2 separate regions of the Oryzias latipes genome follow, and region 1 is linked to region 2. The links are chromatin contacts, called in public Hi-C maps. All regions are on one chromosome and are shown on one strand. The core of a region is the stretch at or near the end of the contact, and the rest is flanking DNA. Distances in the headings are between cores, read along the strand shown. Region 1 overlaps tnrc18 (trinucleotide repeat-containing gene 18 protein). Region 2 holds the start of tnrc18 (trinucleotide repeat-containing gene 18 protein).

Region 1 (5,254 bases), core at 1,414-3,913, 38 kb before region 2:
AGGTCTGAATGGATAATCCCTTTGTGGAAAAAGTAATAACAGAGACATCGCTGCTGAGGCTCACCTTGGGTCTCCTTACAGCAGCGTATCTGAAAACCTTTCTCTGCATGTTTTCTCCTGCAGCATCATGCAGCTTCATTAGATGTATCTGAGTGCAAGTACACTGTAGTTGAAGATTAGTGCACCTTTGATGCAGTTAGCCTGCAAAAACAGTTCAAAAATGTCCACCAAAATACAGACAGACATATTATTAGCCATACAGAGAAAATCCCAGGGGGGTTAAACACCCATAAAGCCCCCACTGCTGCTGAAGAATATAGTTGGGATCACAACACAGAACGGCAAAGTAGTGCATCAGCGTTTTTGGCTGCTTATCTTTTTTTTGCACAGGACAATTAGAGGACTGTTAATGGAGATTTCAGAGATTGCTCATGTTTCTTAGTCTTAACAATGACCTTGATTTAAAATTCGAGGGAACTCTTTAGATTCGTCTGTGAGGGATTCGGTGGACGCCGCCACCACGTTCTCTCAGCCACAATGGGATTTTATTCACGCTCACCCCTGTGGCAGCTCTAAGAGACACAAAGTAAACATAGCAGAGATAGAAAGACTGATATCTCCTTCATTACATTGTGAACATGAATAATAGATAGCTGATTGGTATGCAGCTCCTCACACACACACACACACACACACATTTCCATACAGCATCCCACGCTGGACTAATGTTTGTTAGGCTTTAAAGTCTTTTCATATTCAAGTTTCCCTTGAATTCCCAAGTTTTCTAAATGTTCTTAGAACATTTAGAGCCAGGAACACATTAGAACCTAAAAATAAGCCCTTTATTCTGTAGAAACTTTAGTGTTTTCATTGTTTTACAGGGCTTTTGGACACAAACCACTCATAGCAGATTATCATGCTTTACAGATCTGCATAACGCCCTACATCGTTGAGCTTACCTGGAAGTACCAAATAGTGCAGTTCCACAAATGCCCATTTGGGGTGATTTAAAAAAGAGCAATTTCATATTTTATACAACTGAACTGAAGGAGCCAAGTCTTGTACTTCAAGCTACTGAGGTGTGTGACACCAGATTCACCTGGCGGATGTGCTACTGCGGAATTTTGTTTCCCTGCACGATGAAGACCATGAAAGTTTTTTCACTCTGATCAACGTTGCAGATAATTTGTGGTTTTACTATTTACATCACTAAAACGGAATTCACATTCTTTTCTCAATTTCCTCCAATAGTGATGGAAACCATTTTGTCTTCTGGCTGATGCACGCACGCCTGAGGTCAGCTAATTCTATGCATATTTAGAATAGACAGTAACACCCATAAGCTATAAGGCTCCAACAAGTACTCACCTCGACTTTAATAACAAAGCATGACCAAAAAATGGTGGAAACTGTCCAAAAGGACAGCTGTATGACGTCAAAAATAACATTTAAATAAGTACATGTAAATTCCCTAAAGTACACTTGACCTGGATGCCAGATCTGATCATCAAAGCAAAAACTTTGGAAACCACAATAAACTGGAGTTTCGTTTTTGTATGTAGACACTTTCATATCAAAATTAATAGGAGTTGCCTTGCTGTGTGTAACAAGCCACCTAATGGTTACATGGTGGACTGACCTGGCTCCACACACATTTTTTTCTAACTCTGCCTCAAATGAGAAAAAAACGGAATCATGGATCCTAAGATCTGTTAACCGTCAAAATACAAACTAATATAATAAAATAAGCAACAAGACATGCCTATGTCTCTAAAGCTGCGTTCACACCACTTTGAAGAGGCCACTTCCAATGAAAGGGCTATATAAACACGGGCCAATGCGTGGCTTCCGTATTCTAATCTCTCGCGTTCACGTGTAGCTACACAAGTTTCTATGACCGTTTTCTGGCTCCACGTACAAAACGCCAGGCCATTGAACGTCAGTTGCAAGTTAAACCAGGTTGAACTTTGACCAATCAGAGACTTGGATTTGGTAGTGACGTTTAGATGACGTCCCTTTTAGTTCACGGAAGTGCCAACCATTTATAAATTGATCGTGGAGCAGAAATTAATAATGACGGATTTTACCTGGCCGGAAGTCTATGACACCAAGTCTGTCATATATTAGAATAGAGCTGTGAAAAAAAAAGCCTGGAGCAAGATTCACCAGATTTGCACCGTTTTGACATTTTGTGCCAAGCCTCTTCCAACTGTATGTGGTGGACATGCAATAGTAAAGAAGAGGAAGCCCCTCCCTGCTTGTCCAGTGTGAATGCCATCGTGCATTCAAGAAGCCGTGTTTAGCTCGTCCTCCAACGTAGCTAAACACTTACAATATTTTAATTTTACATCACATAGAGGTTTTCTTCACATATCTGTCGTTTTCCTGACAGAACTGATTTAGTTGAAGGGCAAACGCTGCTGCAAAAGCCTCCAAAGGACTCTAGTCTGATTAAGAAACTTTTCAAACCGCAGTGCTCGGTTTGCATTTGAACGCCCCATAACTCAGATACCTGTCTCCCAGGAGACCAGCGCACAGGTCTGCACACACTCACATTTCAGCCCTCCCTGTTTAATAAATAGTGACGCCTCAGCCAATAGAAGGCCTCCTTATGGTGATGCCGTCCAATCAGAGCGCTGCGTGCCGACACACCCCCAGGAGGCAGTGTGGTGTGATGGTGGAAGTGTGAGGGGGGCTGTGTGTGGGTCCCTCTCTGTGTAACCTCAGGCTCTGCTGTTCTGCTGATGTCCGTCCTTTGGAGGAAGCAGAGCGATGTCTGACTCCCGGCTGCTGAAACACACGCCGCTCGAGTCAGCACAGGTTTAATTACACAAAGCCACAGAGGAATTCCAAACGCTCTGAAGCCGGAGTCAGGAACGGTCAGCTGTGGAAAATGTGTCCCCTGCAGTCCATTCAGCAGCTCAGCAGAGGAACTCTCCTCCATTTTATCACAGCCAGCTGCTTCATTACAGAGCTGCCAAAATGGAGGCCTAATAGAGTCTGCTATTGATTAAAGGAGCAGCCTGCACAAACTTTATAAAACGAGGCGACAGAATGGAGAACATGAAGCAGAAGGTCTGCAGTGGTGAAAAGGAGAGCTCCAAGAAAGGAATCAAAGGAGGGAAAAAAACATTTGAGGACATCTGAACGAGGCACAAAGCAACGTAACTGTAAAGTGAGTTTTGTCAAGTCAACCAATCGATCCACCCACCGGTCATAAAAAAAAACACAGCTAATACTTCACAATTTGGTAAAATAAGCCATTTTGAAAATTCATGTTTCTGACTTTTTTTTTTTTTTTTTTTTACTTGTCCTGTCCAACAGCTAGGCAGGCAGATGAGAGCTGAGGGCCTCTTGTGTTGGACATATTTTACTTTAACAAGAGGGGTTATTAATCTTCAGACAAACCAAAGGTATGACTGAACAAACCCCTTTTGTAATTGAGGCCAAACTTTATTCATTTCAACCATGATTGAAAATCTTTGGTGTTGGACCGTTTCTGACTTTTTGACATAAAAGTAAAAAAAAAATATTTTTGCAACCTGCCCCCAGTGGTCATTGGAGGAACTGCAAAATGTGGTACTGCTGGGTTGACTTTGATTTGATTTATTGATTTATTTCAACAGCTTAAAACATGCACAAAAAAATCCAAATTTTAAATGGTGCTTTAAAAAGATCCCAAAAAACGATTGTGAAAATGAGCGATGTTCCTCGTATTCTTTTCTGAAATGTTGGGTTTCAGCCGACGAGTATAAAGAAAAAGTCCCTAAAAATATCAGGAAAAACCTTCAGACCATACAGTTCCTGATCCTCCACTGAAAAAGTTCCCCAAACTAACTTCCTTGAATGTTTTTGCAATTGTTATTTAACTTGTTCTACCTTTTAAGAGGCCAAAACTTCATCGTCTTTATTAGTGATACTAAAGTTTCTAACTGCTTAAGAATTTGTCGGAGCAAATAAAATCTTACATTTACACATTTCCTCTGCTCAGGGGTTTATGGATGGATGCTATTAATCTCTTCCCAAACATCAGTTTTTAAAGCAGCACAGATGATGACAGTAAAATAAACTAACACTGTTGGCCTTTACAGCTTTAGAACATCTATAAACATGGATTTAGTTTGTTTACCAAGTTTCTGTTTTGTGGATTTGGTGATCTTGTGTGTCAAACCACAGAAAAAACCAGTAAAGTCCAGCCTCAGTAGAGGTTTGCTTTCTACATTCTTTCTATGGTCACTTTTGTTTTCAGTTTACAAAGACTAAAATAGAATTTCCTCCTTTTATTTTGGAAAAAAAGAGCTTTGGACATAAAGACAGGAAAGTTCTGGACTTTCATTGAGACCAACTTCCTCTTTAGGTGATCATTGCAAACATTTCTGTGAATAAATGATGAAAAGAGACTGAGATGACAGTGGATACAGTTCATCTGTTTATTGATTAACTATAAAATATTGACTTACTAAAACAAGTTCAGAGAAACACTGATAAACCTGGTTGCGGTCTGTAAAAAAACAAAAACACCAACAGAAACGTTCCTTGCACATACAGTATAGGGTGTCAGAATATATCTAGTTTCAGATTTCTCTCTAAAATGTATCTTAGCATTTTTTTTACAAGATTAGACATGTGTACAAAGTATAATCTGATAGCTGTTTTTCCCTCCATAGAGAAGGTTCCTTTACAAAACGTAGACGATTTTTTATATTTATTTTTAAAATAATTTTCTTCCCTCTGTAACAGGACTATAAGGATACTGAAGGAACAGCAGACGAAGAACCAGCCTCCAGTCCACCTCTATCTGTTCTCATTCCCTCTCTGTAGCAGCTAGCTCCCAGTGGTGCCCATCAACCGTATTGCTAGAGGGATGTCCATGATTGGATGAAGAGGGGATAAAATAACAAAGCATTTGAAAAAGCCAGAAACACGATGATTGACAATAGAAGGCTCTCCAAAAAAATTAGGAAAAAAAACAAAACAAACAAGAATGACACTGAAAGTGAAAGGAAGGCGGTTTGAAGGCCGGAGAGCGGCTATGGAACGGAGATAAGGGCCAAACAGAGATGTGGAAGGCAGCAAAGCGTGCCTTTAAGGTTTACAAGCATGTGTAGGTGTGTGTGTGTGGCATCAGAAGATAAGGCTGCGATCTATCGGTCTTACCTGCGCGCACACACACACACACACACCTACACATGGAAAAGTGCTATAGCAGCTCCAGGGGTAAACAAACATTCATAACGGGCACTTTAACTTGTTC
Region 2 (4,746 bases), core at 108-2,607:
TTCTAAATACTGACCCTAATGCGGCTTTGACTTGTATTTAGATTTTTATGATCTGATATCCAGGGCTCTCCCACCCCCACCCGCAAGGCGAGGCGAGGCAAGCAGGGCAAGCAAGCCGCGGCGGAGCTCCGCTTCCCGGGGGGACGCGGCCGGGAGAAGGACGACCATTAAAAAAAAGCAAGAAGGGCCACTGTTTTAACAGGAGGATCCGTCTCTTCACCATTACTCATCTGTTTCCACCAGTGTAAAACAATCCAATGGCGCATCAAATATAAATTTCAAACAGGTTAAAAATACATAAGGTCTCAAAAGGCTGCTTCATTAACCAGGCGGTGTTCTGTTGCCTTCAAGTGCGGGTTACTTCACCGCTGGATGTGGGTTATGCCCGGATAAAGTAAAACACGACCAGCTGTTTTACTTAAAAACATAAACACCCGTTTATTACCAAAATGTTCAGCTAAGCCACATCAAAAACAGAAAACTTATTCAATGTTAGCTAACGCAACTTTACTCTTAATTTAAGCCGTTTTTCTACAAGTCTACTAGTACAGTCGAAAAAACAACTTATTTACAGTATCGAAGACGACAAACGTTTTTAAAAAGTTAGCTTACTTTAAGCGACGTCACACGCTCCAAAAAAGATTAATATATATATATATAATAAATGTATACATTTTAACTGTCAAAATTAAATAGAAAAACAAGACAAGCGTTAATTAAAACAAAACAAACAAAAAACAAGCTAGCAACTGTAACCTTCAAAGACTACAGGAAAACTCTACACCGACGACTCGTGATATCCAGGCGGGCGGGAATATGAGAAAAGCTCGCTCGGATAACATAATGTAACTTTTTTCCCTTCGTTCTTTTCTTAAAGGTGCATTAAAGAGCGTTTTAGAGTTAACCGAAAACTGTACGGTGAGTACGGCTAAGTTAAATCACAGGCGACTACAGAGGGGATTGCTCGCCGCGGTAGCGGGCGAAGCAGCTCGGCTTTTTTCAGCCACGTTTCAAACTTTTCACGGTTCCTCAAAAGGCTTCAAACTTTCACTTAGAAAAGCTATCAATTTAAATTATTTTTGCCCTAAGTCGACCAAAAATCCTCAAAATATCCTGAGCGTCTTTTTAGCATCCTAAAAAGATTTTAAACATCGATAATGTTGACTATTTTGGCTTGTAAACAAACTGCAAACGAGAAAGAGGAAAAACAACAGCGATTGGGCGCTTACTTCTTCATGGTGAAATGTCGGGGGACGACTTACAACTGCCAATGTTTCTCAAAACGCGTCCAGGTTGCTGGGAAAACTGGAATGGTCCATTTCGGGCTAGTTCGAAGGTAAACTGGGGAGGAGGGGGGTAAATGAGAGGGGGGGTGGGAGAAAGCCCCTGACGCGTCCCACTCAGCAATGAAACACGGCATTGTTGTACAAACACCGCCCACGTCCCACACAGCCACCCAATCCTGAACGAGCACTAAGCAGTCGCTAGGTGATTGGTTGTTCTAACTGTCAATCAAATTCTCAGTATATAAATAAGCGCCTCTGGCCAGCAGCCAGCACCATAAAACAATTATGGCGCAAGGAGGCAGGGCGGTTTCAAGGTCCCCTCAGGCTTCAAGACTGATGAAAAACGTGCGGAGCGGGGTATTTTGTTTTGGAGGGGTGTGCTTGTGGATGAATCGGTGGATCAGACCTATTTAAACACAGCACTTCCCCCATTATAATTCAGTTCAAATGTACCATAAACCTCTTTAATTTACTTCACCATTCTTTATTGTGGATCTGTTCTCCACTCCACCAGGAAACAGTGAATTATTAACTTGTTCTAATAAATGACATTCTTTGTTGGTCTCCCTGAGGAAGGGATGTGGTTAAACTTTATAAAAACAACAACATAAAGAGGTAGGGTGACTTAATTTGGTTAAGGATGAGGGAAAGGGAGGGTTACACTCTTCAAATACCACACTATAAACAGAGGGGTGGAACAACTGTCGCTTCTCCTAGTTGGTAACATAGAAATTACAGCATTCATTTGTTATATTAGTCCTGCATGAAAAGAGCTTTATATTAATACAGTTTATTGGTGTTTCACTCACAAATTAAATCTCATACACAAGTTTTTGCATTTAGTTTATAAGGATCATAGTTTTAGTCCTAAAAGTTTTAGTACATTTTTAAAAATTCCAATTATACAATTTTCTAATTTACTTCAAATTTTTCACATATGCAATTCAAGATAGTGATCTTTCCTAGTTTGTTTTTATTTTATTGTTTGTAAAGTCCTAACATTTTAAAGTTTAAATCAAGATTCTAACTTGGACTTGGATTTCCTTCAAGACATTTCAAAGTTGGTCTTCAAGTCTGACTTACACTCCTTAAACTCACTTCAAATGTTTCACAAGGACATTTCAGGATACACAGTGATGGGTCATCTGTACCAAATTTCATGATCTTTGATGTATACAAACTAAAATACCAGAATTTTGTAGAATCAAACAACCAAAACTTGGAAACTTGAAGGTCCCAATTCACAAGTGCACTCCGGTATGGTTTGTTTCAGTGTAAATGCTGTAAGTGACACTCAAGAGTACAAACAATCCCAAAAGGAATAAATGATTTCATATCTTGGATTAGCACTATCAAAGAGAAAAAAAAAACACAGAACAGCAAATTCTAATCACAAAAATGTTTGAAAAATAGTTTGTGATATTTGAATAAATACGTGACAGCAGGAAGACCAGAAAGACCTGCCAATTTTGCTTTTTGTGATATTTTTTCTTTCTTATTTTAGTTGGAAATTCAAAACCTTTCAAAACTATTCAAAAACCAGCATTTCGAGTCCTTGTTTAGAACCTGCAGGTCTGAATGCACACTGAGAAGCAAACGGTGTTCCAAACTATTGAACTTTTAAAGACCAACTCCAATGAAAATCGAGTTTTTGATGCTTATAACAGGTTTTTTGTGGCATTTTTCTCATGACGGGGGACATATAAGAGGGAAATTAAGCTTAAAATTGCATTTATTCAATCGTTGTCAATCAGGAACAGATGAAATAAAAGCTATTTAATAGGGCCATAACCACCCTGCTCTGCTCCATTCTGATTCATCCACCTGCAGACAAATGGACCCATATGTCTTTTGTCTGCTAATTTTCCGTTTTAGTGTAAGGTAGGGGGTGTGAGGGGCTGTAAGCTAGCAGGAGAGCGTGTAAAGTGAGAACTCTCGCCTAATAGGTGATGGTAAGGGAGGTGGGGTTGCACTGCACCAACTGTCCCGCTCACAGCCCAGAGGTGAAATTCTAAGGAACTACTGCTGCTATAATAGCCATGACACAGGTTTTGATTTTTATGGCTAAAAAAAATGACGTTATCATAATTGAAAGACTACTGGGGACGCTTTTAAAATAGCCCAAAAGATGATCGGAGTGGGACTTTAAACTAGTTGTCCTGTATTGCTAAAATGTAGGACAAGCGTCAAATGAATTATGCATTAAATCTGTTAAATAAATAAAAGTTTCCCCTTGCTTGCTCTTATAAGCTTCATGAGCTGCTGTCTTCTTTAAAATCCTTTATTATAAAGCCACACCTTACATTCAGGTTGATTCAGTTCGCTAAGAGACTTGTGCTGGCGGAAATTTGGATTGATGTATCCAATCTCTGGGTGAGGAATGGTGCCTGGTTTGGGGTATGTAAGTGTGAGGGCCTCGGGCTGGGAGTGGAGCAACGGTGGGGGTCTCCATGTCCTGAGTAGGCGCCTTTGCATCGGAGAGAAAGCACCACAGCTTTTAATTCATCCAATGTTCAAATTCAGAAGAGTGGTGGTGGTGGGGGGTTGTTTCGCTGTCTAGGAGGGGCTCTCAAAGCCCCCCACATGACATTACAGCGCAGCCGCATTGGCGTTTTCTTAAAATGTGAAAAGAAAAAAGTTTTCTTCTTTTGAAGTGAGCTGTGTCACGTGACATTACTGCACAAACGTTAATGGATTGGACAAAAAAAACACGGATGCCGTTTCAAGTTACCCCCTTCCCGCCCATCGTCATACCGGTTTCAAGGCGCCCCTTGTTTAAGAGACTACAATCTCGAGAGGGAGAGAAAGCGGTTCTGGCAGGAAGTTACAAAAAAGTCGGAATGGACGAATGTTGGCAGCAAACGCGGGATAAAATGTTGGGTTTCCACCAAACGGAGACGAAACCAGACCGTGGAGGTGCCTGTTGGGGAGGAAACTATAAGGCGGAGATCAGAGAGATGTCCCGGACCGTCCGGAGGGAACCGGGCTGGCCTTTGTTCACTTAAATCGCTCCGACTGGGAACTCAGACAATGCCCCTAAATTAGGACCCCATTGTTTTTCCTTATTTTGCAAGGACTTTTGGACTTTGGTGGTGGCTGGGGCAATACCCTCTTTTTTAGATGGTTAAAAAAATTACTGACACAAATTTTTAAACATAAACTATGTGTTTGTGGGTGATTAAAGACATTTTAACCAGTTATTCTGCCAAATTCATCTGCTGGGGTTTGATTGACGTTTCTCAACTGAAGGACTGGGTACACTTGATTTAAGGACCAGTTTTTCTCTGCTCTCCTGACTGAATGACTAACTCTGTCCCATCCAACATTTGACAAAACATAAATAAAGCATTTGTTTTGAGTAAACAAAAGCCAAAATTAAAATAATTATCCATATCAAAAAGTAGTATTTTTAAGTACCACAAGTATACTTAGTGTAAAAGTGAAGCACTTATACTTGAAG

What was found. A called contact is a pair of places that touch in the nucleus more often than the background predicts.
Region 1: a Hi-C map of embryo shows a contact between it and region 2, with 1.6 times the contacts expected there. The contact joins the enhancer-like site here to the promoter of tnrc18 in region 2. A contact is called at or near these places in 3 of 5 Hi-C or Micro-C datasets (embryo, fibroblasts and gastrula embryo).

Annotation. Positions count from the first base shown.
Region 1 is chr8:19,212,725-19,217,978 of ASM223467v1, reverse strand. tnrc18 (trinucleotide repeat-containing gene 18 protein) reads right to left here. Exons shown (of 30, transcript XM_011478476.3): 30 at 4,407-5,254. Among protein-coding and RNA genes, the nearest start is that of slc29a4, 33 kb to the left of the region's middle. Within about 2 kb of position 2,663, at least 2 of the 8 cell types and tissues checked have an H3K27ac peak or open chromatin away from gene starts, as enhancers often do. A contact at or near this core is called in embryo, where this site is marked.
Region 2 is chr8:19,173,959-19,178,704 of ASM223467v1, reverse strand. tnrc18 (trinucleotide repeat-containing gene 18 protein) reads right to left here and starts at 1,357. Exons shown (of 30, transcript XM_011478476.3): 1 at 1,230-1,357.